4 separate regions of the Sus scrofa genome follow, and all the other regions are linked to region 3. A link is a contact called in public Hi-C and HiChIP or PLAC-seq data. All regions are on one chromosome and are shown on one strand. The core of a region is the stretch at or near the end of the contact, and the rest is flanking DNA. Distances in the headings are between cores, read along the strand shown.

The links. Hi-C and Micro-C count contacts between places; a contact is called where the count stands out from the background. HiChIP or PLAC-seq counts read pairs in DNA pulled down with a chosen protein or histone mark.
Region 1: a Hi-C map of subcutaneous adipose tissue shows a contact between it and region 3, with 1.8 times the contacts expected there. The contact joins two enhancer-like sites. A contact is called at or near these places in 3 of 47 Hi-C or Micro-C datasets (embryonic fibroblasts, skeletal muscle and subcutaneous adipose tissue) and 1 of 2 datasets of contacts at active chromatin or transcription factors (alveolar macrophages).
Region 2: an H3K27ac HiChIP or PLAC-seq map of alveolar macrophages shows a contact between it and region 3. The contact joins two enhancer-like sites. A contact is called at or near these places in 2 of 47 Hi-C or Micro-C datasets (alveolar macrophages and liver) and 1 of 2 datasets of contacts at active chromatin or transcription factors (alveolar macrophages).
Region 4: an H3K27ac HiChIP or PLAC-seq map of alveolar macrophages shows a contact between it and region 3. The contact joins the promoter of CD44 here to the enhancer-like site in region 3. A contact is called at or near these places in 4 of 47 Hi-C or Micro-C datasets (alveolar macrophages, embryonic fibroblasts, retroperitoneal adipose tissue and 1 more) and 2 of 2 datasets of contacts at active chromatin or transcription factors (alveolar macrophages and skeletal muscle).

Annotation. Positions count from the first base shown.
Region 1 is chr2:25,851,880-25,858,175 of Sscrofa11.1, forward strand. All of the region lies in intron 1 of CD44 (CD44 antigen), which reads right to left. Among named protein-coding and RNA genes, the nearest start is that of CD44, 29 kb to the right of the region's middle. Within about 2 kb of position 3,837, at least 30 of the 83 cell types and tissues checked have an H3K27ac peak or open chromatin away from gene starts, as enhancers often do. A contact at or near this core is called in subcutaneous adipose tissue, where this site is marked.
Region 2 is chr2:25,830,596-25,837,309 of Sscrofa11.1, forward strand. It overlaps CD44 (CD44 antigen), which reads right to left. Exons shown (of 14, transcript XM_013994425.2): 5 at 5,348-5,578; 6 at 867-1,001. Among named protein-coding and RNA genes, the nearest start is that of CD44, 50 kb to the right of the region's middle. Within about 2 kb of position 5,221, at least 2 of the 83 cell types and tissues checked have an H3K27ac peak or open chromatin away from gene starts, as enhancers often do. A contact at or near this core is called in alveolar macrophages, where this site is marked.
Region 3 is chr2:26,008,624-26,015,576 of Sscrofa11.1, forward strand. It overlaps PDHX (pyruvate dehydrogenase protein X component, mitochondrial), which reads right to left. Exons shown (of 13, transcript XM_003122869.4): 13 at 6,331-6,953. Among named protein-coding and RNA genes, the nearest start is that of MIR1343, 54 kb to the right of the region's middle. Within about 2 kb of position 4,003, at least 16 of the 83 cell types and tissues checked have an H3K27ac peak or open chromatin away from gene starts, as enhancers often do. A contact at or near this core is called in alveolar macrophages, retroperitoneal adipose tissue and subcutaneous adipose tissue, where this site is marked.
Region 4 is chr2:25,879,930-25,886,026 of Sscrofa11.1, forward strand. It overlaps CD44 (CD44 antigen), which reads right to left and starts at 4,280. Exons shown (of 14, transcript XM_013994425.2): 1 at 4,032-4,280. The coding sequence starts at 4,134.

The sequences.
Region 1 (6,296 bases), core at 2,587-5,086, 160 kb before region 3:
CAGGTCAACTCTCTCTGAGTGTTCATGGTTCCTCCCCTCTGCATCCCTCGGGCCTTAAAAGGGACCAAGCCTTCAGGGCTGTGTATTAGTTAAGTCCTAATAATTTATGAAGACTTTCCAACAAGCTTCCTTAACACTTACGCAAACGGAAATTATTACCCCAAAGGGTATTAGTAATACTAACAGCAATAATAGCAGCGAAGGCATACTGTGTACTTATGTGTATATGCCAAGCACTCTTCTAAGCATCTGACAAGTATTAACTCATTGTATGTATAAAACAGCCCTATGAGGTAGGTGATATTATTATCCCCACTTTCCAGATACAGAAACTAAGGCACACAGAGAGAAAAAACATGCTCAGGAGTTCACAGAGCTAGTAAAGATCGAGCCAGGATTCAAACCCAGCCAGTCTGGTACCAGGAGTCCACAGGCTTAATCAACCTCCAGCCTGCTACTCCTGACCCTGATTTAGGTAATATTTTATGCCCTCTCGACCTCCCCACGTGCAGCAGAGAATATTTCCAAGGTTTAGGTGAAGTTAGAGTAGGGCTAGGCATGAGTAGCCACAGACCACAGACCACTGGATGGCATTCATGTTCTCGGCCATGGCATTGGCCACAGTGCAACCCTGCAGAGAGGCAGGACTCCCAAGATATCTGTGCATCTCTCCTGAAGAACAGAGACCTCTGGGATCTGGGATCGGCTGGGACTCAAGAGCCTACTGTTAAATGGCCCATCGCATCTCTCAAACAAGCCTCTCCAACTGGACATGAATCAAGAACGTTTTCCGTTGAGCCCGCTTGTCTCTGATAAATCTCCTGTGTCATGTAACAAAGGAATGATCCCACGCTCCTCCCTCCGAGAGACCCAACACTCAACATGAACTGTCAGAAGCCACTTTCAGGTTCAAGGTGGAGCCTCACTGGAGGGCGAGTTGTTGTTGCTAGGGGGTTGCTAGGAGGATAGAGGGGTCCTGGGCCCAGCACCAAGCGATCTCAGTGCTCACACAGGAACAGATCCTCCCGTGACCTGTCAGGGAGACCCCAAAAAAGGAGCTCTCCAAGAGAACAGTTCAACCTACTCTCTGGCACCAACTCACATGAAGGCTGACAGTTCCGCTTAGATGAGATCCACCCAAAGCTGGGTTCAAATCCCGACACTGCTCTCACTCCAGATGACACAGCTAGTTCATTCCTAACCTGGCTGACACTCAGCCTTCTTGATGATGGGATGGCAATGCCATCCGGGTTTGTGGGACTGTGAAATGAGATAAGGTATGTCAGACACTTGATACGGTGTTTGGCACTTAAAGAGAGCCAGTGGGTATTGCATATTTATGAGGTGACTGATCCATTGCAGCTAAATTAATTCTCACCAAAAAAATGCCATGGGAGTAGGCACTATTGCTAAACCCATTGTAGAGACAAGGAAACTGAGGCACAGAGAGGCCAGATAGTTTTCCCAAAGTCACCCAAGTCGGAGAGTCAAGGTTCCAACTTCTGTGCTATGCTGCCAATTGTGCAGGGTTCTGGATAAATTCATTCTTACCTGGAAAAACCAGTGCTGACCCATACACCATTAATCTTACCTATGTTTTCCTTGATGTTTTCTCACACCAAGGAAAATAGATCTCTCTAGTAAAGTCACCCCAACACATTTCAAAACCTTGCCTAGGGCCTGAGATGAATAGCTTCTTGGTTTGCCCCAGTTACTTCGTAAGTGGCAGAAAATCCCAGCCTCTGCTGAGAGGAGAACACAGTGTAATTTTTACTCAACTTGCCATTATCCACATGCCTCCAAATTTTCTGAGAGATGCATAGGGATGGGGTAGGGGTGTCCAACGGCTGACTAGCAGAGCTGAATGACAAGAGGTTTTCAACCCGGAGTTCATGAGTTGATCATTGAGGGTCTATAAACCTGTGAAATGACATGCAAGACTGCGTGGGTATTCTACATGTGTGTGCATGTGTGTGTGTGCGTATGTGCGTGCGTGCGTGCATGTGTGTGTGTGTGTGTGTGTGTAGGGGTTTTGATGGATACAGCATCCCTCAGTTTCTACCAGCTTCTCAAAGATGCCAGACACATGTAAATAATTACAAGATATTATTATCTTTAAGGTCTCTCAGTAATTAGAAATTCCAGGATTCTGGCATTTTGGAATTTCCTTGTGGGCTTCTTGATAGTAGGGACTGCATGTCTCCCTCAGCCTGTGTCCTCAGGACCCAGCACAGCACCACACAGAGCAGGCACATGTGGAACAAATGAATGAATGAATGAATGAATGAATGAGTTAATATCGGCCCCCCCCCCACACACACACACAGGACAAGGAGACTGTGGGATGCAAAGAGAACACAGCGCTCAGGTTCGCTCTCCACATCACGTCTAAAAGAAATATAGCTGGGCCTGGTTGAGAATTCCCTAGTGGACCCTTCAAATGTCTCTAACCTGCAGCGTCTGCTTCTGAGAACCTGTGCATTTGCCCTGAAAGCAAATGTTTCAGAGACCAACTTGCAATTTTGTGACTGGCTCTGTCTGCCTGGACTTGGCAGCTGTCATCTCAGAGATGAGCTGGGCCTTTTCCCATCCTGTCATGGGTTCCCTTCTGAGGCCGGGTCTCTCAGGAGAGTTTGGCAAACGCAGTGTGTCCCAGAGAAGGACCACCGAAGACGGTCTATGATCATACTGCACCCAGACGCTCTTCATTCTCCCAACCAGACTTCCCCAGATGGTCCAAAACGAATTAATGTATTTTCCAACAGGCGCCACCTAGATATGCCTTCCTGGTCCCTTTTATCATCTCCTCAGGAGACATGAGGCAGAATTAGATTTTTTGTTTCTTCCTACTGATTTGGTCTCGAGTAGTCTATGTGTCTGGGAAGCTGGTCTTCTCGAAGATGGGAACAAAGCCAGTTCCTGCAACTCCATGGCTTGTGTGGTTCCCACCGCCGTGTTAACAACTGCAGGCACTCACCCAGTGCCTCATTTGGCCCCTACGAGGTTTCCAACACTTTACACTTAAGAATTCATTTCATTCTCACAACCATCCTACGGGGTAGGCACTTTTATTACGCCCATTTTATGCAGGAGGGGACTAACTCTTTGAGAAGACACGAATAACCCGAGCAAGGGGCCGGTGGACCAGGGTTTCAGACTGGGCACTGCCCCAGATCACGCTGTAGTTAAGTGACATCTTGGCCGTGGGACAGATGCTACGTGACAGGAAACACTCTTATTCTCCATGTAGTTCTTAAAGTGCAGAAACTTGACCATTAAAAGAGAGCCCTGGAGAGAGGAATGTGAGCTTATTAAATACTATTTCTAGATCAGAAGTCTCTTGATTCTGGACCCTAAGGCTTAAAAGGGCAGAGCCCTTTGCCCAAGAGCCTGGTAAGACAGCAGTGGGAAAACCTGCCCTAATGGACCATCCCCTTTCTCCATGGGGAGATTCTGAGGCCCCCAGGCACGCTGCTTTCCCCAGTGGTGGGCTGGCTCACTCGCTCTCATTCTCTCTGCGCTTTTCCCATCTTGTCATGGGTTCCCTTCTAAGGCCGGGTCTCTCAGGAGAGGATCCTTTTCCCAGGATCCCCATGGGGATCAGAGACTCCAGCCCCAGCTGCAGCCTCAGGGCTCCTCTGCCCTTTACAGCCCAAGGGCTCTGGCTGAGGTCCGGCAGCATGAAGAGAGGACCCCGGACTCAGGGCTGGCCCAAGGCTGGGATGCCAGACCACGAGATGTCCTCACAATATTTGGAGATGTTTGTTGCCCAACCTGAAACTCTCCACAGACCAGGCTGTGCTAGCTGGAGCATGGTACTCCAGGCCAACAGCATCTTACTCCATCAAGCTCCTGGAGTCGGTCACGTGCGAGCCTCTTGGGCAGAGGCAGCCAAGAGCACCGGTGGATGCTCCACATTTTTCATCTTTATGGTGTTTATCATGACAGAGCCAGGATTTTGTTTCTGTCTTCTGATTTGCTGAGCTCATGTCTGAAAAATGTTATGCAACTCGCAAATCCAACCAAACTGATTCTGATCAGAAGGAGGCCGAGAAACGGCCAGTATTTTTTTAAAAGCACTATTGCTAATTGGATCATTTGTGTTTAAAGCCAAGAGGGATGACAGACAACTTCTACCCAAATTCTCTTGAGACACAACAGAAAACAAAACCCACAATGACTGAAGACGGTCTCAAGCCAGATTTTGAGAACAGCAGGACCTCTGGAGTCCTTAATTGCTAGATTCCTGACCCCCCAGTCCAGCGCTCTGACTACTGAACTGCTTTTATAAGAGGCCTGAGCAAGCCGTTCCAATAAAGTCACAATCCACTGTCTTAATGGGACATGAAGAAGCCATTCTGTTCCTCACTGTAATTGTTTGATATCTTCCCAGCCCAGAAGTTTCCATCTGGGAGTCTTCCTGGCTATTATAGCCCCTGCTGCCACCCAGCCTGCCAGTCCAGAAGGCTGGCAGCCTTCCTGCTGCCCCCATCCTCTGACGCCCATGTGATGGGTGCCCGGTGAAAGGGTCTATTGTTCAGCATCCACTCCTGAATGAGGCCAACATCACACTCAGTGGCCGAATCGCCTTTGGCTGCCCGGGCAGACCATGAGTCTTGAGTGACTCAGTCTCTCCCGGAATTGCCCTGGGGGTGGGTGAGGGTTTAATGAGCAGAGAAAATAGTTGCACACCATCATACCCAGAGAATTTCCTCCAGAACGTATCCCGGGTTGTTTTCAACTGAGCTATTCAACTCTTGGCACTCAGAAAGGAAATGCACCCCAACTTCTTGGCGCCTGGATGGACCCCCTGACCTCTCAGCCTCTTGTTCAAGGAGCCCATCATGGCAGCCAACATGAAACCAACAAGGGCCCGTCACATCCACTCTGTCAGAGGAGAGTGGAACACCAGGTGGTGTTCTCAGCCGCTACTCTGGCCCTTCAGTGGGGGCCACCCAAGGACTGGCCCAGGGCAGCTCTTTGGTTGTTTTCACAGAGTCTGAAGAAAGAAAGACTCCCACCCCTACCTCCTGGTGGGGTGATGGGAACTCAGGGGGTGGGGGGGGTGGGGGGGGAGGCCCTTTAAGGCCCCCACTCCTGATCCAACAGACTTTCTGGCCAAGGACAGTGTGGGTCCTAAGACTGTCAGCTCAGTGCCCAATTCTGCAAGGCCAGGTGGTCTTTGGTGAGAGAGTCTCCCGGAAGGGAAGGCAGCTGGCGGAAGGGGACCATCACGTGTGCCCCTGCGTGCTGCCATGGCAACCGGGACATGTTTGGCTCTGGCCCTGAGAGATCGTATCTATTTAGCAGGCTGATGAACACAAACCCCAGGATGTGGTAAACGAAATGAAAACGCATCTCAGGGGCCCACATGGGGTTTTTTCCTGTTGCAAGTCAAAAAAAAAAAAAAAAAAAAAAAAAAAAAAAAAAGAGGCCTAGTTATTTTGTTTCATAACTAGATTTGGGCGTGGGGGTGGGGCTCGTTCCAGGTATGGCTACATCACCTAGTCTGGGTACAGCTTTTGCTCCAGCCTGTCACCAGATCTTTGAGGAACTGGCTGAGTCTGGTCTGAGGAAGTTCTTCAAGGAAGCTGAGCAAGGCTGAGACTGTCACTCACAGGGAATGGCAGTGTTTGGGGCTGGTTAGTGGGTCGCTGACATGCTGAAGAGCCAGGGGCCCCCCTCTGGGTCAAGGATGAATGGATTCTAGTCTAAACCCTGTTCTTCATAAGCTGTGTGCCCTTGAATGAGTCATTCTAGCTCCCAGGTTCACACCCACCTCCCAGGACGAAATAAGTTAGGATGCGCTTAGAGCTGGTGGGATAAAGGGAAGGGAGTGCCATGCACACCTGGCATGGTAGAAACACCTCAGATGGCTTCTCACAAATCCAGTATTAATTAAGACACCCCTGGGCTCCAAACCCAGCAGAATAAGTGAGCGTCAGTCATCTCCCTGTGGGGGAATTTCCTTTTCCAATTAGGAAGCACTTCCATGTCCAAAAGTATCAGGTAGGTACTATGGCCCCATCTTACAGATGAAGAAACTAAGGAGCAAAAGATGCAGTGACTCCAAAGTCTTACAGAGCTGGAGTAAAACCAAGCCCTCAACCCAGATTTTCAAGGTCTTCCTATGGTCCCCATTACCTGCGGTGCTGTCCTTTCCGTCCTGGGTTGTCAAACAAGCTAAGGGGTAAAGTGGCAGCCCTCGGAGACAAGAGCGATGGTTTTCATACTTTTCCTCCTATCCCCGCCCCATGAGCTCTCAGGTGAAACTGCAATATTGAGGATAGGGGACA
Region 2 (6,714 bases), core at 3,971-6,470, 180 kb before region 3:
CCTAGGAAGATAAACATTGTAAACATTTTAAAATTGCATTTTAAATTCTCTCTCTCTCTCTCAACAACCCCCAGCATTATTTTAATTATATGTAATTGCAACTTAACATCAGCACTATTTTCCTAGGGGTATTTGTCAAAATAAAATATACAATTTATTCAATGCATTGGCAGCTAAGCAAATGCAAACGACCACTTTATAACTTTTCTTCTGCAGAAAAATACACCTAATTATATTGAAATATGGCCATATCCTCCATCAACAAAAGTTAAATGAAATGAGAACTCTCCCACTGTTATAGACTTAGAATCTTTTCCCAAAAAAGCTCTCAAGTCAAAACACTTATAGTGATTTACAGTTAACAGTCAAACATCCAGGGAGCTTGTTAGAGGCCTAGATTCTGACATAAAGCAACAGGTCACTTCCTACACTGGAAATTCAGGTTTTAGACATCCACACAAGTGTCCAGGGCCTACACTTTCCATCCGTAAATCAGTATTTTACTTTAGTCTTATTGGTTGTGATCATTAGATCAGCAGAAAGCAGGAGTATGCGTTTTCTAAGAGACTTCTTTCCAGAGAACACAATCTCCTCATTGAAGCTTTGGAAGGAAAAATCATTCTATTAGAATTTTTTTGTGCATGTTGACAAAGGGAAACCAAGGAGGACATTCTCAGGAGCATCCAGTCATGTCTCCAGATCCATGGGCCACTCTGATCAATGAAAGGGTCCCAGGCCCTGTCCTCACTCGGGACGGTGATGGCGCATCGGGAGGAAACTTTGACATGATCGTAGGTGTCCTCTCCCCTAACACTGAAAAGCTTGGGGTTCTGGACAACAGATAAGCAAGAGACATAACAGTTTACCTGTCGTTGCGGTTGTTGTCTGATCCTGAGTCTTAGACTGGGAATTACCAAACCAGGACCACATCCAATTATTTGCTGTACGGCCGTATGGCATGTGAGCTGCTGTATGGCTGTTTGAGGGCACAGCTGAAGTAACTGGATCAATTATGAAAATATTTAGTGAGGTCTTTCTAGAAAACCTTTTCTCTCAGTCCCATCTATATAAAATATATGCATTTATTATAGGCTAAAGATTAGAGAAGAAAGAAGACGGAGGACTGATTTTATCTTTTCAGACTGTTAAGCACAACTCTTTAGACTGTTAAGCACAACTCAGAAATGCAAACTCTGTATGAGTATCAATTCAGTGCTACCCAGTGTCACCTGAGCTCCCTGGATACAGGGAGCAATATCAAGTAGCAACTTCATAACCCATGATGGAAAAGAGATTTTGTATCTACTTGATTGGGTAATCCAGCCATCAACTGAAAGTCTTCTCTGCAGCATTTCATAAAGTTGCTTTCACTCATTTATTTTTGGAGGGTTTTTTTTTTTTTTTTTTCAGAAGTGCTTGCTTATATCTTTTGGGTCTGTCATTTTATCCAGGTATCCTGTGATGACAACTAGCATTTCAAAGTTTCACCCACACTCATTTATCTCAAGTCAAGTTTTTTACTTGAGTGAGAATTTTGCAAAGGGTATGTGTTCAAAGTGTTGAAATCAGACACAGCTTTCTCAAGTATCCGTCACTTTCCGTCCCTCTTAATTCTAATTCAGAATGTGTTCCCAGAAAAGAAACACAACTGCCCAAATGAGAGAAATGTTGGACTCTATTTGAATTAGACAAGAATAATCAGTGTGATTTTGCAATTTGAAATCTCCCACTAGACTTTCGAGTTGGACTTGAATCCAGAACGTTTTCCCTGTAGAAGAAGAATGGCAAAGATCATCAGGATAAACATCAATACTAGCTGAGATTTTTTTTTTTGTCTTTTTTTTGGTCTTTTTGCCTTTTCTAGGACCGCTCCCACGGCATATGGAGATTCCCAGGCTAGGGGTCTAATCGGAGGTGTAGCCACCGGCCTACGCCAGAGCCACAGCAACCGGGACCGAGCCGTGTCTGCAACCTACACCACAGCTCACGGCAACGCCGGATCCTTAATGCACTGAGCAAGGCCAAGGATCGAACCTGCAACCTCATGGTTCCTAGTCGGATTCGTTAACCACTGCGCCACAACGGGAACTCCCTAGCTGAGATTTTTAAAAACTATTTCGAGTCATACACCTTTGAAAACTTGACATAAATCATGGCTTCTCTTCTTTAAAACGAGATCCTACACACACATATTTTCAACATTTTGCGTATTTTTTCTGGTGGCTCTTGAATGCCTGTCATAACTACTAGAACCTACTCCAGGTTAAAAGCTATACACACCCAATGTCAACCACCTACACAATATGTGCTATGCTACAAAGGACACATTTGCACAGAACAGACTAAAGAGATAGAAGTCATTTCCACCAGTGATGCCCTCAGATAAACCTGGACATCCTCCCTGGAAAATCTATAGACACCCATTGGTACCTCAGAAATGTTATTAAAGATGCAGAACTCCAGCCACCATTGCCCATTAGGTGGAGACCAATGGGAGGTAAATATACAAGAGAAAGACAGAAATAGGCATTATTTCTGTTTTCCTAAAATGAGTTTTATGATATTCAGGGAAAATGAAAAAAGCTGCTGCTTCACCAGAAGTTTTCAATTTCTCCAACCGAGTAGATCATGCCAGACCAAAAAAAAAAAGAAAAAGAATAAGAAAAAAAAATATATGTACATACATATATTTCTTTTACAACCAGAAGACAAGGAAAGGGTTTTCCAAGGCAGGAGTCTACTTCCCAAATTAGTTTTTGGATTCCAAAGAATCCAAAGTTTTTGGATTCCAAAGAATTCCAGATCACCAACAGAAAAGAGGCTGATGACATTCCTCCAGGAAGGCACTTCCAAAAACATTTATAATAAAAAGCTTGCTGGAAGTCAAAACCTACCTAGATGGTTGTTCGCACTGGCTCTCCCTATTGCCACCCACTAAGGACCCTTAAGGATGGACTGAGCTACATAAGCCAAAGACGCACTTCTGTGTGCTCAGGCAGCCCGCCTCTTGACCTCTGCCCTCCTGTGTGCATTAGGGAGGATTTGCAATCATTCCTTCTCAGTAAGTCCCAACACCTGGTCCTGAATCATGAGGTTTGGGCACTCTCCTCACTGGGCTTGGAAAATATGGTTATTCAGGAACTTTTTAGCGCTAACTTGTTCAAGTACGCCATATGCTATGTTTAAGTTTCTACCTGATTGTTTTTGGTTTTTTTTTGATACCTTCTTGGAGTTGATTTATTTGGAGCTGACATATTGGATCCTAGAACTCCACTATGACTCTCAGGTTGGCACTGGACTGACTCTGCTGGACAGACTTCTCTCTCTTCCTAAACTACTAAAAGAAACTTAGCTACCTACGTGCTCTGAAAGAGGAAAGCATGATTCTTTTCTCAACTGAAATCCTGAACTATGTTTTATTAAGGAAACATATGATAAGCTTAATCTTTTCCTTGATTTTTGAACAGTCTATAGGCTCCAGGAAAGTAGGTCCAACTCTGCGTCCCCAGGAACCAGAGCAACATCTGGCACAGAGAAGACCTCAAATATCCGTTGAATGAATGACTAGCTTAATAATCCTTACATCTCCTCAATATTATTTTCTAATGGTGTTTACTACTGGATCCCAAGCATTAGAATAGCTTGGTACATAGTAGGTCTTCAAAATATATTTGCTGACTAACTTTGGTAGGAAAGGTGCAGTCTTTAAAAGATGTGCTATGAATATTTATAAAATGTCCTCATTGCCTTTTCTAAAGCACATATGAAATGCACACTAGTTTATGTAGTCTGTTAGCAGCTTAAATGTTCATTTCCTCTTCATATTTTGCCACGATGTTCTCCTTTGGGGGGAAATGGTCCTTTAGGACAGATCTGATCTGCCTCCTGCTGAAACCTCTAATTGTCATGTTTGCCAACACTGGACAAAATCACGTGCCCTGATGATAAGTACCTTCGATGTGGCTAATTTGCAAAAGGCAGAGAAGTCAAGAAGCAGCGAGTAACAGGCAGCCCCACACGGTTGGTTTGCAGAAGCTTCTCTCTCAAGAAGGGTGGTCCATGGGATTATAGATAATACAGTGGAACAATCTCCAGAGAGCCAATACTCCAGGAAATCATGGGAAATTTGAAAAACGTGTTTTTTGGAATGTTTCAAAGCATCTACGGAGAATGACCAGAACCCAACCCTATTTGTACCGCCCCCTCAGCCAGATGCTAACAGAAATTTAAAAGGCTGAGAAAGTAACATTGCATTACATCATAGCACTCTGGTAAATTCCCAATTCCCTGGCTTTTGGGTGGTGAGGAATAGAAAAGGGCCCCGTCTTGAGCATTTGCAAACCAGAAGATTTCCACCACACTCTTTGGAGCCCAGAGTTCTACCCCTCAAGAGCCATAGCCAGGGAAAGAGAAAATCCACATCATACTAAGAAAGCTCCTAAAGAAGCAGATGGCCTATTCGAGTCTGAATAATCCTGCACAGAAGAACACGGCCAATCTGGAAACCCGTCTGAAAACAAACCATAGGGAAAAAGAAAAGAGAGAAGCAGAGAAGGAGACCAGAGGAAGATGTAAACACTTTCCCATGAAAGTAAAGCACCAGGGGCCAGAACCCCAAGAAATCTTATGCAATGTTTACGTATCTCCACTCTAGCAGTCCCAAAGTAATGAGTTCACAGACGAAACCAAGCAAGTTTTAAGAGCCTCTCCCCACCAGCTGGAATATAAAACTCAAGCAGATTTTTTTTCACCAATGTACCAAATTGATTGTTCCAACGGCACTAATATAGTTTCTGAAGGAGATTTGATTTGACCAGATAACTCCTTCAGATATGCTTCCTTAGACCAAAAACAAAGGAATTGTTTAGTAGATCATGGGTAGTGAATATGACAAATTATTACACAATTAATATGACTATACATCAGGCTAAAACATAAAAATAAAAAAATTAAGCTGCAGAAAAGTAGCAAATGGAAATGGTAAGCATACACTATGATCCCAAATTTGTGAAAACAATCTTATCCATAAATGAATAAGAACAAGAAGGAAACCTGCAAAAATGAAAACAGTTTCTGCATCAGGCTTGACTTGTCCCCATATTTCTGGGACAAGAGAACAAGGGAAGTTCTTCTAAAAAACTTCCAATATGCCACTTCCAGTATACTGAAAGAAAAAAAAAATTGTTGGCAGTAGCTGTCCACGCATACAGCGCACTGACAACCACAGGAGCCCCGCCGCATGACGTCACCACTTTCTAGAGACAGGGATAATCAACGCACGAGGAAAATCAGAGCTGTTTTTGCAAACGAATCGCTATTGGAAAGATCAGGGATTCATTCTCCTTACTGGTAGCTGGGGTATCCTCCGGGTTGCTAGAGACCCAAGGACCTTCTTGGTCTGGGTGCGTAGTAGTCGGAAGGTGGGTGTGGAAGATGCTGTAACCCCCGGAAGTGCTTCTTTCACTGGATGATCCACTGCTCATATCATCCTCCGGAGCCATGTTGGGGTTGATGTCCTCGGGGTTGGTCCTGTATTCACCTTTCTTGGTGTAGCGGGTGCCATCGCGGTTAACAATAGCTGGCAGACAGAGAAGGCACTTTCAGAACTTGGCCGCTGACACTCTCTGACTATAGGAAAGACTGTGGCTTATCCTATAAGGCAGTGACTTCAAAGCTGTTTTTGTTTGTTTCTGTTAAGCAAAATAACATCTAACTACCTACCTCCTGTTGGGGGCACAGAGTGAACAGTGCACTATGAACATGAACCTTCCCCCATTCACCCACCCACCCTGGAAATGGGGACAGGGAAAGAGGGTGTCTAGAGCTCTTTTAGGGCCGCACCCTCGGGCATCTGGAAGTTTCCAGGCTAGGGGTCAAATCGGAGCTGCAGCTGCCTGCCTACACCATCAAACCCACATCCTCATGGATCCTAGTTGGGTTTGTTAACCACTGAGCCATGAAGGGAATTCCTGGAATCCCACTTTGTGTGGCTCTTGACAAGGTGGGTAACTCTCTGAGCTTCAGTTTCATCTTATGTAAAATATGGGTAACACTACCTCCAATTATGAGCACGATATGATACACTGCATGGAAAAGGCTTGGTGTAGTTATTCAAAATAGAGTTGGTGCTCAATAAATGGTCTTTCTCCCGCCTGGTCCCTACCTCCCTTCTCAATACATGTAATATGTATTGCTATTAATTTCATCTATTTCAAGCAAGAATTTGAAACAGGCGACAGAGAGACTGTTGGTCTCAACAGGACATATACAAGCATAATGCATTTATTTGTGCCTCACTTTATTGAGCTCACAGATATTGTGCTTTTTACAAACGGAAGGTCTGTGGCAACCCTGTGTTGTCAGATAATGGTTAGCATTTTTTAGCAATAAGATATCTTTAATTAAGGTTAAAGATAGCATTTTTTAGCAATAAGATATCTTTAATTAAGACATGTACATTGTTTTTTTTTTTTAAACATAATGCTATTGCACATTTGAACTACAATGTTGTGTAAATGTACCTTTTATATGTGCTGGGAAGCCAAAAAGTGTACGGCAATATGTGCTTTATTGAGGTGGTCTGGAACCGAACCTGCAATATCTCCAAGGTAAGCCTGTATATTTGCAGAGTCATGAAGAACGAGATTTTCTTTCTAAGGGGCCCATTTGTCAGTTTAAATGAACTCCCATCCTGGCTAAGAAATTGGTGTACTT
Region 3 (6,953 bases), core at 2,753-5,252:
TGCTTCAAATGTTACTTCCTCTATGAAGCTATCCACTCAACCCAGGCCCTAGGCACGGACTCTGATTACAGAACTTACTGAACTGCATTTTACTTGGCCAGAGTTTAAGCTGACTGAAGGTAGGGACCATTAGCTATGAATCCTCAGTGCCGGCACACAGCAGACGCTCACCATTGCTGAATGAGTAATATCTCAATATCTCTTTTGTGTCACATCTTAATGTCTCGCCTAACAAATAGGTGAATTTATTGGAAATAAGTTCTACCCACAAAGTAGGTCTAACATAGATTGCTATACCTTACTGAGATGCCTTATTGTTTGGCGTTATTCCAAATTATAAGATCACATTTTACTTCCCAGCCTGTCTGGCTGGGCTGTGGTGCCAGCCACCAATTTATCATTTCTAAGATTCAGTGGTACCTTGACAGCTGCTCTGAACTACTGCACAAACTGATGACACTTCCAAGCATTTCTCCTTTATAGCAAGCATGGTAAGTTTCTCAGCAGAAGGCACCTGAGAGACACTGTCAGTTCTAGCTGCTGCTGGCTACTCATCAGGTGTGGAACAGCATCCAGTGATGCTCTGCCCCTGCACGTGCCCAGAATGGCAGTCCCAGCTCAGCCTGGTGACCACCTTCCCACAGGGCCCTCCCAACACAGACACCATGTGCTCCAGGTCCCCAACTTGCTGTCCCACCATGACCTCCTCAGTGCACCAGCCCAGTAGCTGGGGCTGACCTGTGCCCAGCAGGGTGGCCTTGCATTTCCCAGCGACTGCAGACAGACCTGGCCTGGGCAATGCAATGAATCTGTCACGCATAGGCTGCACACATTGGACACTGACTGGTAAGGTGGTCAAAAGAGAAGTATGGACCCTGACTGATACAGTCATCAAAATAGAAGCCCAGAGCCTTCAAAAGAAAAACTGATGTAATGAACTTTAGCTCGTAACGAACGTGGATTAAGGACATCTATGTAAAGTAAAATGTTCTACATCATTTTTTTTTTTTTTTTAATCCTTAGAGGTACTAAGTCCCTAATTTCGTGGAAGCTTTTATTTTTCTAAGCCTTCTATTCAGGGGTAGAAGTTATGACATTTAACTTCAGCATTTCAGGTTAACAGTAGTTGTCTGTAATGAAAACAAAAATCTCTAGCACTTTCTGTGTACAATCACAGAGAGAACTAGTACAGAGAAAATATGCATTGATTTAAGGGTGGTCATATTGAGACACATTTTACTACAGAAGAACAGGACCTTCAATTACTACAAGTGGAAAATGCCATCTCTGAATAGAGAACTACCTCATCAGCAATAAGACAGCCTAGGAAGCGGTATACTGCAATGTGGTGAGCTTGAATTTTGATGCTGCAAAGACCTAGGTTCAAATCCCAGTTGTGACCTTTCTGAGCTGTGTGCCTTTGGTTCAGTAACATAATCCCCAAGCTTGTTTCCTTTTCCTGTCTTGTGATGATGGTTGTAAAGTAGGATATACCTACGTTACAGAATTGAGAAGATTAAACAAGATAAGCAACTGTTAATTTTCCTTCCTGTTTCCTCATTTTAAAGGTAAGAGAATATTGAGGCGCAGAAACAAGGTTTTTACCGAGAGCACAGTAATTTATAGAAGAAGCTGAAACCAGGCTTAAAGTACTCTTGATTTATGTGCGCAAACTTGGGAAATAAAGTACATAGACTACTCTATTTAGAAATGGAGTACTCATTGGAAATAAAGTACGACCAGTACTCCATTGAGAAGGACAGTAATTTATTAAGTACCATCCTACAGCTGCCTGATAAATGCCACTCCTTATCACACTGCTGATAGGAAGTGTAGAACAAGTGCTACTTTCGTGATTAAAAATTTGACCTATTTAACACCATCAAACTCCTAGAAGAGAACAGAGGCAAAACACTCTCTGACATCAACCTCATGAATATTTTCTCAGGTCAGTCTCCCAAAGCAATAGAAATAAAAGCAAAAATAAACCAATGGGACCTAATCAAACTGAAAAGCTTTTGCACAGCAAAGGAAACCCAAAAGAAAACAAAAAGACAATTTACAGAATGGGAGAAAATAGTTTCAAATGATGCAACCGACAAGGGCTTAATCTCTAGAATATACAAGCAACTTATACAACTCAACAGCAAAAAAGCCAATCAATCAATGGAAAAATGGGCAAAAGACCTGAATAGACTGTTCTCCAAGGAAGATACACAGATGGCCAGCAAACACATGAAAAAATGCTCAACATCGCTGATTATAAGAGAAATGCAAATCAAAACTACCATGAGATACCACCTCACACCAGTCAGAATGGCCATCATTAATAAGTCCACAAATAACAAGTGCTGGAGGGGCTGTGGAGAAAAGGGAACCCTCCTGCACTGCTGGTGGGAATGTAAACTGGTACAGCCACTATGGATAACAGTTTGGAGATACCTTAGAAATCTATACATAGAACTTCCATATGACCCCACAATCCCTCTCTTGGGCATATATCCAGACAAAAAAACTCTACTTAAAAGAGACACATGCACCCGCATGTTCATTGCAGCACTATTCACAATAGCCAGGACATGGAAACAACCCAAATGTCCATCAACAGATGATTGGATTCGGAAGATGTGGTATATATACACAATGGAATACTACTCAGCCATAAAAAAGAATGCCATAATGCCATTTGCAGCAACATGGATGGAACTGAGTGAAATGAGTCAGAAAGACAAAGACAAATACCATATGATATTTCTTATAACTGGAGTCTAATATCCAGCACAAATGAACATCTCCACAGAAAAGAAAATCACGGACTTGGAGAATAGATTTGTGGCTGCCAGATGGGAGAGGGAGGGAGTGGGAGGGATCAGGAGCTTGGGGTTATCAGATACAACTTATAAGGAGATCCTGCTGAGTAGCATTGAAAACTATGTCTAGATACTCATATTGCAACAAAACAAAGGGTGGGGGAAAACTGTATACATGTAAGAGTAACTTGATCCCCATGCTGTACAGCAGGAAAAAAAAAATTGACCTATTTATATAATACTTTACGCTTTATGAAGTGCTATGACTAATAATTTTATCTTATTTTTAAAGACCTATTTTTTTAGTGACAGGAGTAATAATTTCATAAACAAAGACATTTCAGGAAAATAAGTTATTTAAGGTGTGAATAAAGGGAAATCATCACTAATTTATGATTTTGCTAATAATTTCTCAGCTTTTAATAAAAGTCCAAGTTTCTCTTAACAGTATATATCATACATAGCAGAGGTTAAAATTAGAGGTTTAAAAAGTAGCTACTTAACTGGGAAGAAAAAGACTGCTTGGGGAGTTCCTGCAGCAGAAACAAATGCAACTGGGATCCATGAGGTTGTGGGTTTGATCCCTGATCTCGCTCAGTGGGTTAAGGATCCAGTGCTGCCATGAGTTGTGGTGAAGGTTGCAGACGGGGCTTGGATCTGGCGTGGCTGCGGCTATGGTGTAGGCCAGCAGCTGTAGCTCCAATTAGACCCCTAGCCTGGGAACCTCCGTATGCCGCAGGTGAGCCCCTCCCCCCACAAAAAAAAGACTGCTTGGATTTGTTTGCAAATACAGATAAATGATAAAAAGTGAAAGTAAACTTTATATGATCAAAGAAATAAAAGACTGCCACTAACAGAGGCTAATGGTTTTTCAAAATACATCTTTATATACCTTATAATTTCAATTAAATGGTGTCTTCAATATTACGCGAGTCTAGACAAACTACATCCTGCCTGTCCCCAGCTCTTGAAATCAATAAGAGACCCTAGAATGTCAATTTCGAAAACAATCTATAACTATTTACAATGATTTTATTAGAGGACTGCTGCGTTTCCCATTTATGAACAGTCTAATCCTGAAATACACCACTTGCTGAACATAACACATCAGAATCTTAACCTTTTATACACTGGTGATGGGGGCCGTGGAGGACTTGTGTTTTGCACTGGGGAACAGCATCACTGTTGCCGCATTCCCTGAAGGCACACACCCACCTGTGGATTTCTAATATACCACAGCAAACAAACATGTCAAATATTCTTACATTTCTCCCTTCTTTAAAGCCACCTGACCTGGTACGAATCTAATTCACTGAAGCTTTCATTATAGCAAATGCTTCTAGCTGGTTCTGCTGACGGTTGCCCTTGACCCTGTTTTGACTTCCTTTGCATACAATGGCCAGACTAATCCTAAAGTTAAGTGTGCCCTGTTACTTCCCTTTTCAAAAGTCAACAAGAGTTTCCCGTTAATAACAGCACATTATAAATAATGGTTAATTCTTACCTGCAGCACACTTGGTTCTTTCATTGCTCCACTTCGCCTGAGATAAAGTCCGTCATGATGCAATGGGTAATGAGGACAAATTTTCCTTGAAAACTAAAAGTTAACTGCCATTGTAATTTTTCTCCCACACTCTAACTACAACATATTAACTTAGAGCACCACCTATCTTTCAATAAAAGGTTAGGAAACTAGTTTTACTTTTGCAACAGCTGGCCTGTACAATTTAGTATGATATTAAGTCCAAAATGCAAAAAGAAAAGAAAATTCTAAGAAGGTTCATTTGACAGTGCATAAAAGATCATTCTACCAGAATACAGAAAATTCTTAGTAATGTTTTAAACAAGGGAGTCTGGCCAGCTGTGTACTGAAGATCTTAATCTTCCACAAAAATGGTCAATGAACAAACTGTAGCTGGAAATGTTAACTAGAAGTTGCGGTTAGGGAGAAGCGGAGCTGTTTTGACTTTGAAATTCTAACACTCCTTGATATTTTCAGGTATTAACTAAATGTGTTGCTTTTTCTGTAAAAGTCTTCCCAACATTTAGGTCATTTCCCTTATTTAAATGAGGGTAAAAGTACAAATAAATATAAATACAAAATAAATATATTGTATAAATATATATTGTATATTTATACAATATAAGTATAAATAAATAAATATAAATTTATAATGTGGGAGACAGTCTGCTCATACAGCACACAGTTCATTCTCTGCTACGATCCCAGTCAAGGGCACCACACCCTCTTCTCAAATCCGTGTTATTCTCTGACCTCATGCTGCAACAGAATTATTTTTAGAAATGGCAATTTCTTACATAAACCTAAGCAGCGTAACACATTGGAGAAAATACTTTTAGTCAGAATGAATGGGCATTTGCACCAAAAGTCAAACCATGAGAAACAACTGATTACGTGAAAACCTGGCTGTGACATCCACGAAGAATGGAAATGTCTTGAATTTATACAGCATTTCTCCTGCGCGGTTCGCCGCAGCTCTCTAAGGCAGGCGGGAGTGGGGATCATCGCCCATGTCACCTACAGGGAAACAGATGCACTAGAGTTTAAGTGTGTCGACCACTGGAAAAACAGAACTCCCAGGGATTGATGGTGACCTACGGCTGTCTCATGCCCTATTCCTCAGATATAAAAATTAAGAGAAAAAAAATTTTAGTTAAAACTGACTGAAAATCAATGTAACTCATCAAAGTTATTTTGTAAATAGCACTTGGTTACAATTTGCAGTATAACTCAATATGACAAAAGGTCTGGAGATTGTTTATAAAAAACGGCTTGTTAAAATTGAGTGGAATAAGCATTTCTTAGCAGTTGATGTACTGGGGCTCTAAGCATTTCAGAAAGCTCTTTTGTGAGAGCCTAACTTGCTCATCGTGCCATAGCACACAGCTTGGACGACACAGTCACTCTCTTGGTGATTCATGGCAGCAAACACGAACATGAGTCTTTCTGTGACTGGTTATTTAAATCATCATCCCACTCTGGTTATGATTACCTTGTCAGATGTAGCAGAGTTGTTAAAAGAGAGATATTAAGCTCTTCTAACCTTTACAACAATCGGGCAAATTTTCATCTTATCAATGGAATAAAAGGGACAGTTCTCACAAGCTTCATAGGCCTTCTACTCTCTTTCCAAAGTTTTACACTCCACATCCATTATTTTCCTAATTTTACAGTGGACCCTTGAACATGGTTTTGAACTGCGCATGTCTGATTATACACAGAGTTTCTTCAATCCATACGTACTGTAGACCTACTCGAGCCCTAGATGACTGAATCCCCAGATGGGGAACCATGGATATGAGAGTCAACCATAAACTTACACACAGATTTTCCATTTCATGGGTCCACACCCCTAACCCTGAGTGATTCAAGGGTCAACTGTAATTTTAAATTCTTTTTCCTCCTATAGAGTCCCTTTTAAACTGTTCCAGGGAAATTACTAATCTACTTCAAGGCACTAAATCTCTGTGCCCTAACATGTAAAATACAACACAAATGTTTACTTTTTTTTTACATTTTTATTTTGCAATATAAACATGATTAAAATGCACTATGAAACAACATTTTGTGTTTACATCAAAACTAACTTAAAATGTTTGGTAGGAAATAGCATAATTTTTTAAAATATGTTCCAACTCAGTATGAAGGTGAGCAGTTTATTTCTGAATTTTATTTAGGTATTTTAACTATAGTTTATTATTGAAACAAACAAAATTTTTGGTCTCTTTTTCTTCACTTTTGATTTTTCTTTAATTCTTTTTTAGTTCACAGTGTCATAGATGTGTAAAATAGGACTGATAGAAACCACTCTAAAACATATGGCTTTATATACATAAAAAAAAATCCAATAATGTTGCCACAACCCCTAATACAGTGTGATTCTTATTTACTAGTATCCAGAATAAACTTCTGTACATATTAAATTGTTCAAGTATAGCTAGAGCAGTGCTTGTAGAAGTGAGGTCCCACTGCTACGTTAACGGGCATCTCTTTGAAGACCGCTTCTAACTTCAACACAACTAAGGTAGAGTTCTACCAATTAGTTGACTTTACAATATATTATACATTCTCAATTATTCTAAAATGCTCCAATGAGCCAAACATACGATTTAATTGACACC
Region 4 (6,097 bases), core at 3,030-5,529, 130 kb before region 3:
ATGGACTTATTTTAGTAACAAATAACTAGGTTGGCATCTCTTGACAGCTGGGGCCAGGCTTGGAGAGAGACAGGCCAGGGCAGAGCAGGGCAGCCAAAAGGCCTCAGCCTGCCAGCGGGAAGAGGAGAGCTGCTCACACCAGGTTTCCCATTTGCTGGCCTCACATAATTTCCAAAGTCCCCCAGAGGCAAAGAAATGAATCAAAGGAGAGCAGGCATTGGAGTCTAACACGGAGGATGTCAGACCATGAGGAACCCCAATTCCACCACTCCCTAGCAAGCAATCTCCCTGAACCTCAATTTCTTTTTTTTTTTTAAGTTTTTATTAAAGTATAGTTGATTTACAATGTTGTGTCAATTTCTGCCATATGACAAAGGGACCCAGTCATACATATACATACACTCTTTTTCTCCTCTTATCCTCCATCATGTTCTATCCCAAGATCAGTTTCTTTCTCTAGAAAATGGAATTTAGAAAGTGCTAAACAGCACAAGGATCTCTACTCAGTGCTCTGTAAATAACCTATATGGGAAAAGAATCTGAAAAAGAATGGATCTGTGCAAAGGTCTAATTGAATCACTTTGCTGTATACCTGAAATGACCACAACATTGCAAATCAACTATACGCCAATAAAATAATAAAAAAAAAAAAATGAAAGTGCTAAACGTGCATAGGGCTGCTGTGAGGCTTATACAGGATAACCTATTCGAAGCTTCTGGATGAATGCCTAGCCCAGAGTCAGTGCTGAGTAAATGATATTTGCTGGGGACTTAGGGCCCTACTTTGCACAGGAGCAGAGTGTCAGGCATTTAAATTTAAAGTTGGCAACACTCTCCAGCAACAACACTCCAGGAGACCCTGGACAGTGCAGAGGCTCCTCCCCAGGAAGCAATTTTGCTTGATGATAAGCTATCATCGAGAATAAGATAGCTCCTTATTCTTATATTAAAGTCAAACTGGGAATATTGTGGAGGAAAATGCAAAGTTGTATTGAGTGTTTTAAGATAGCATTCAAGGCATGAAACAAACATCAGTGGACCCATGCTCTCCTGCCCACTGACGAGGGCAGAGGTGGGGCTCACAGCAGTCCTGGAGGATCGAGGTATTTCAGAGAACTGAGGTTGGGAAAGTGTCCTGCGCTCACTCTCTGTCCGAGAGAGGGGAAGTCACTTTTCTCTTTGGGGATCTGTTTCTTCCTCGGGAAAAAGAAAGGGTTTTTCTAAATGATCCTTGGAATCCCCATCTCTGAGTCTATGGCAATGAGTCAAGAAATATTTCTTGAATGAATGGAAGGGGATCTGTCATAAACTAAGAATTTCATGCCGCCCAGCATCCTCTGCTGCGTGGGGCAATTTGGAAAAAGAATGGAAACTTTTCCTATGAGCTGCTAGCCTCAAACACACCTACTTGGCACCTTGCCTTGGCAGGAAGTAAGATGTCCGTTGTGTGTCTATTTGGGGAACATCTGAAGTAATTGATGCTAACTAACCTCAGCACTGATGGAGTTTTGCTTCCTTGCTTCTTTGCCTGGGACAACACAGCCAAAGTCCAACTCCTGGAAGAGGGGGTCTCTAAAGCTCAGAGGGATCAGCAGGCTGCCTGCCACCCCCAAACCCCACTACTGTCAGATGCACCCCTCTTTCTAAACACCAGGAGTGAAATTCCTTAGCAATGACCTCTCACCCACAGAGGAGAGGAGAAGGAGAGGGACGAGGGCTCCCCCCAATGCCCGCCACCCAGGGCTACTTTATTCCTCCCACTGTGACACCCAGTTCAAGAGATCTATTCTCCAGCTTAAAGAGTCTGGGTCCAATGCTGCTTGAGTGCATTCGGCCACATCGCCACTTCTTGCTCTCCAGTAGGGAGATGGGAGCTTTCTTCCTTCCCGAAGCCTCGCCCCTTCCCACAGTTTCCTCACTGTCCTCCAGAGCCCACTGCCTCCACTAGCAGCGGGGCAACAGCAGAACCTCCCCGCCTCCTCTTTCTCCTTCCCTTCTCTGCCTGCCCAGCCCAAGCCTGCTGTTAAGTCACGTCTCCTTTCCAAGTCTCAGTTCCTTTCAAACAACTTTACAAGCACATGAAAGCCTGGGCCCCAGCAGTTATTGCTACAGGCACTTTTGGGCGCTTCCTCCAAATGATGCTGCCCAAAGGGACCACAAAAACTCCGGGCAGGAGAGCCTGCTGGTCTGGGGAGGAACTTCAAGGGTCAAGACAGTGCTGAATATTGGGGGATGGGGCCCTTAAGAAGAATCAGGGCTACAGGATGGAGGGAGTCAGGAGTCAGAATTCTCAGAAACAAAGCAGAAGATGACACAGGAACATAATGTACAAATAAACTTCCTTAGAGGTCACAGAGACACCAACCTGGTTCCTCTTCACTGAGACCAGGCTCAGGGCTCCCCCTGGAATCTTCCCCTCTTCTCTCCCCGCCCCAGCATTTCTGCCTTTCCACGGCTCCTTGGAGGTCTAGTTCCTTGCCTTTGAAAGCCTCCTCTAAGGGCTCTGGTCCACCACGACCCCACCTTCCATAAAATCTTTTCTGAGAGTCTGTCTATGCCACACACCCAGCCTAACATATTCTGATTAAGCAATAGGCTCAGGGGTCTGGTTCACACGACCACCCATCCTTCTGGCTGTGTGAACATCAGCAAGTCACTTAACCTCTCTGAGCTTCACTGTGTTTCCCTCCTGTAAAAAAAAAAAAAAAAAAAAAAAAAAGGCTAACAACACCACACTGGGCCATCACAAGGGTGAAATGAGATAACCCAAGTCAAGAATTCAGCACAGTGCCTGGCACAGCAAAAGTGCATAAGAAATAGTAGCTAGTGCAGTCATCCCTATTAATATTAATTATTATGATCGGTGATTACTTTTGTTCTGTTTGAGGAATCTACATCTTAGATCCCCACATGTCCTTCTAATGCACCCAACTAGGATTGTGTCTTTTACTTTCTTGGTACTCCCAGGGTTGTGTTTAATAAACACTTGCTGAGTGGAATTAACCATAGGTTGAGCTGTTCTAATGACCCAGCTGGCACTTCTTAAAAGAAAAATAATTAATTTTTCTAGCGATAACCAAATCAGCCATGTAATTATCTGTACCTCTATAGACAAAAGAAAGGAATGCTTGGAGTTCAGCCTCACCAATACATCACACACAGCCTCTCCCCCCAACAGCCACTGAAGGGCATGGAGCCTATTGGGATGGGATATTGGCAGCCCCAGATCCAGGATTCCTGATGCCACCCTGGTGCCCAGGTTCCCCCATCCTGCCTAGAGGCTGCCAGGCAGGGAATACGAGCCACATCGCTGCTGGCTGGATTTCCCCTAACTGATCGGCAGAAGCAGGAGGTTGCCAGGACCTAGCAGCTGGCCCAGTCAGTGCCTCTCCTATTCACACTCCCTGACCCAGGCTGGCACCTCGTGGAGACCCAGAACCTTGCCACAGTGCTGGTTCAGGTTCCCACAGTGTTAAGATCCTTAGTGACTGGAGCCAACTGTAAGAGCCTTGGAACCCAGGACCCCTTTCTAGAAAGCTCATGGCCACCAGCCCTCACACATAGCCACTGTGCCCACCTCTATGGCCACCTCGCCAACAGCCCTGCCTCTGCCCTAGCCCCTGTCCCTGCCCTGCCCAGCTCTGCCCGGCCACAGCCCAGCCGGGCTTCCAGCGCCCTTGGGCACCAGAGCCTGTTAGTCCAGACGCGCGGGCTGTGCGCGCCCAGGAATACAGTTACTTTCTGCCTTGTGCTTCTAGGGCTCCAACAACCTCACCCAAAACTGCGCGCCACCGCCGGCAGCCTGCCCAGCAAACTTTTCTTCGTTCTTTCTCTTTTCAACAAAACGGTGCTTTCCACCAACAGGCTCTCCACCAGCTTAGCGCAAATCCGTGCCCGGCTCTCCTTCCCCAAATCCCAGCCGCTCGCCGCCCACTTGACTCAGGTGCCCCAGGGCCAACTCAACCCGCGCGACTGCCGGCGGGTCCCGGCCACTCCTGTCACTCCCTCCCACCGCCTCGGCAGGCACTCACCGATCTGCGCCAGGCTCAGCTGCACGAGGCAGAGTCCCCAAGCTGCGCGCCACCAAAAGGTGTCCATGGCGTCGGAACGACGGAGAGAGTGAGCGGGTGACATGGAAGGGCCGGGGCGCTGGGCGGGGGCCGGCAGAGCACTGGACGAGCAGGGCGCCAGAACCTGTCCGAGGCTGGGGTCCGGCTGGCAGTGAGGGCGCCTGGGAAGTTGGGTGCAGTTTTTATTCGAGGGTTGAGTGAGTGACCTAAGAGGGAGGGAGCGAGCGGAGGACACACCCAAGCGAGGGGGCTGTGACTAAGCAGCCGGCAGAAGTTTAAAGACGTACCGGCTCTCCTTGGCGCTGGCCTCGCTGCCCCCGCCCCCTTCTCCACGGAGATGGTAACACCGGGTGCCAAAGCGGGTGCCCCGGGGGGCCGCGGGGTTCCATCGTACCGGGAGGCACCGGCTTTCCGCTCCAGAGGCGACTGGGAGCCCAGCCTTTGGACGCAGCAGGGAATGACTGAGTCGTAAAACTTCAGCCCTTTGGGATCAGCCTCTGGCTTCTCCTCTTTACTGTTTCTCTTTGCATCTGGCTGGGGAGCTCTTCTCCCTGGGTTTTCAGAGGCAGCTGGATATTCTGGGAGAAGAGCTGGGACAGAGCCAGGTCCTGCCCTGGAGAGTGGTGCTTCCCTGCCCATGATGGGGAGCTTGTGATTCTTCCCAGGGAAGAGAGGAAGTGCACATTCTTCTTCCCTCGAAGGAGAAGGAAGTTCACAGCCTCAGGTGGATTTTTGATTCTTATCAGGACCACTCAGAGAAGGCTAATGATAACCAGCCACTGACCCACCTGTTATCATCCAGCCTCAGGCTGGCACCTGGAACCATCCACCCATTCATCCACGCACTCACTCACACACTCATTCATCCTCCCAAGTATCCTTCCATCCACTGATTCATCTCTCTACCCATCTTACCTTACCTCCCTCCAGGGCTCGTGCATCTGTCCATCCAGTAGACACTCACAGCCATCCATCCTTCTTTCCATGCATTTATCTAACCACATATCCTTCCAACCACCCTCTCATCCAGCTTCTCATCCAGCTGTCCTTAATCTTTTCATATTTCTTTGTTTTTTTTTTTTGTTTTTTTTTTTTTTTTTTTTTGTCTTTTTGCTATTTCTTGAGCCACTCCCGCGGCATATGGAGGTTCCCAGGCTAGGGGTCCAATCAGAGCTGTAGCCACCGGCCTACACCACAGCCACAGCAACGCAGGATCTGAGCCGCGTCTGCGACCTACACCACAGCTCACGGCAACGCCGGATCGTTAACCCACTGAGCAAGGGCAGGGACCGAACCTGCAACCTTATGGTTCCTAGTCGGATTCTTTAACCACTGCACCACTACGGGAACTCCTCATATTTCTTTGTAAATCCACATCCATCTATACACTGTCCTCGTCTCCTTCCATCCACCCGTATATCTCATCATACATGTATCCATCCATTATTCGCCCATCCACCCATCCATCCTCCACATATCCATTCACCATTTTATCCACCCTCTCACCCACCCATGCGTCTATCCCTTCTTTCTTGCTGCCATGTATATTCCTATCTATGCAAGGGTTAATCCACTTTCCTCCATCTAGGCTACCCAACAAATCTCGAAAGGAGGAGGAAATTGTCATATTCTTCAGGGGAGGCATAAACCCTACCTTATATCACACTGTCATATCTATCCGTAATATACTGTGATTTAATATGTGAAATGCAGAAGCAGTATTTGTTGCTCATGTGGACTACTGAAAGTAAATCTTAATGGAATTCTTGCCTGGTGAGACATACAGAAAATGACAGTGGTTACCAGTGATTCTGACAAAAAAGACCCTGAAGGAGCTGTGCCAGAATTTCTGAGGGAAAGTAATTACCTTTTGATTGTGGAGAGCAGTTTGGAATGACTTGAACATTTGATCAGAGGAAGAGGTTGAGGGGGGCCAGCAAGACATGAGAATTAGTGGGGTGAGCCATTTCTAAGTTTTACTGGGAAGATCGAGCTTGATTCCTAAGAAATAGGGAGCTAATATAAGC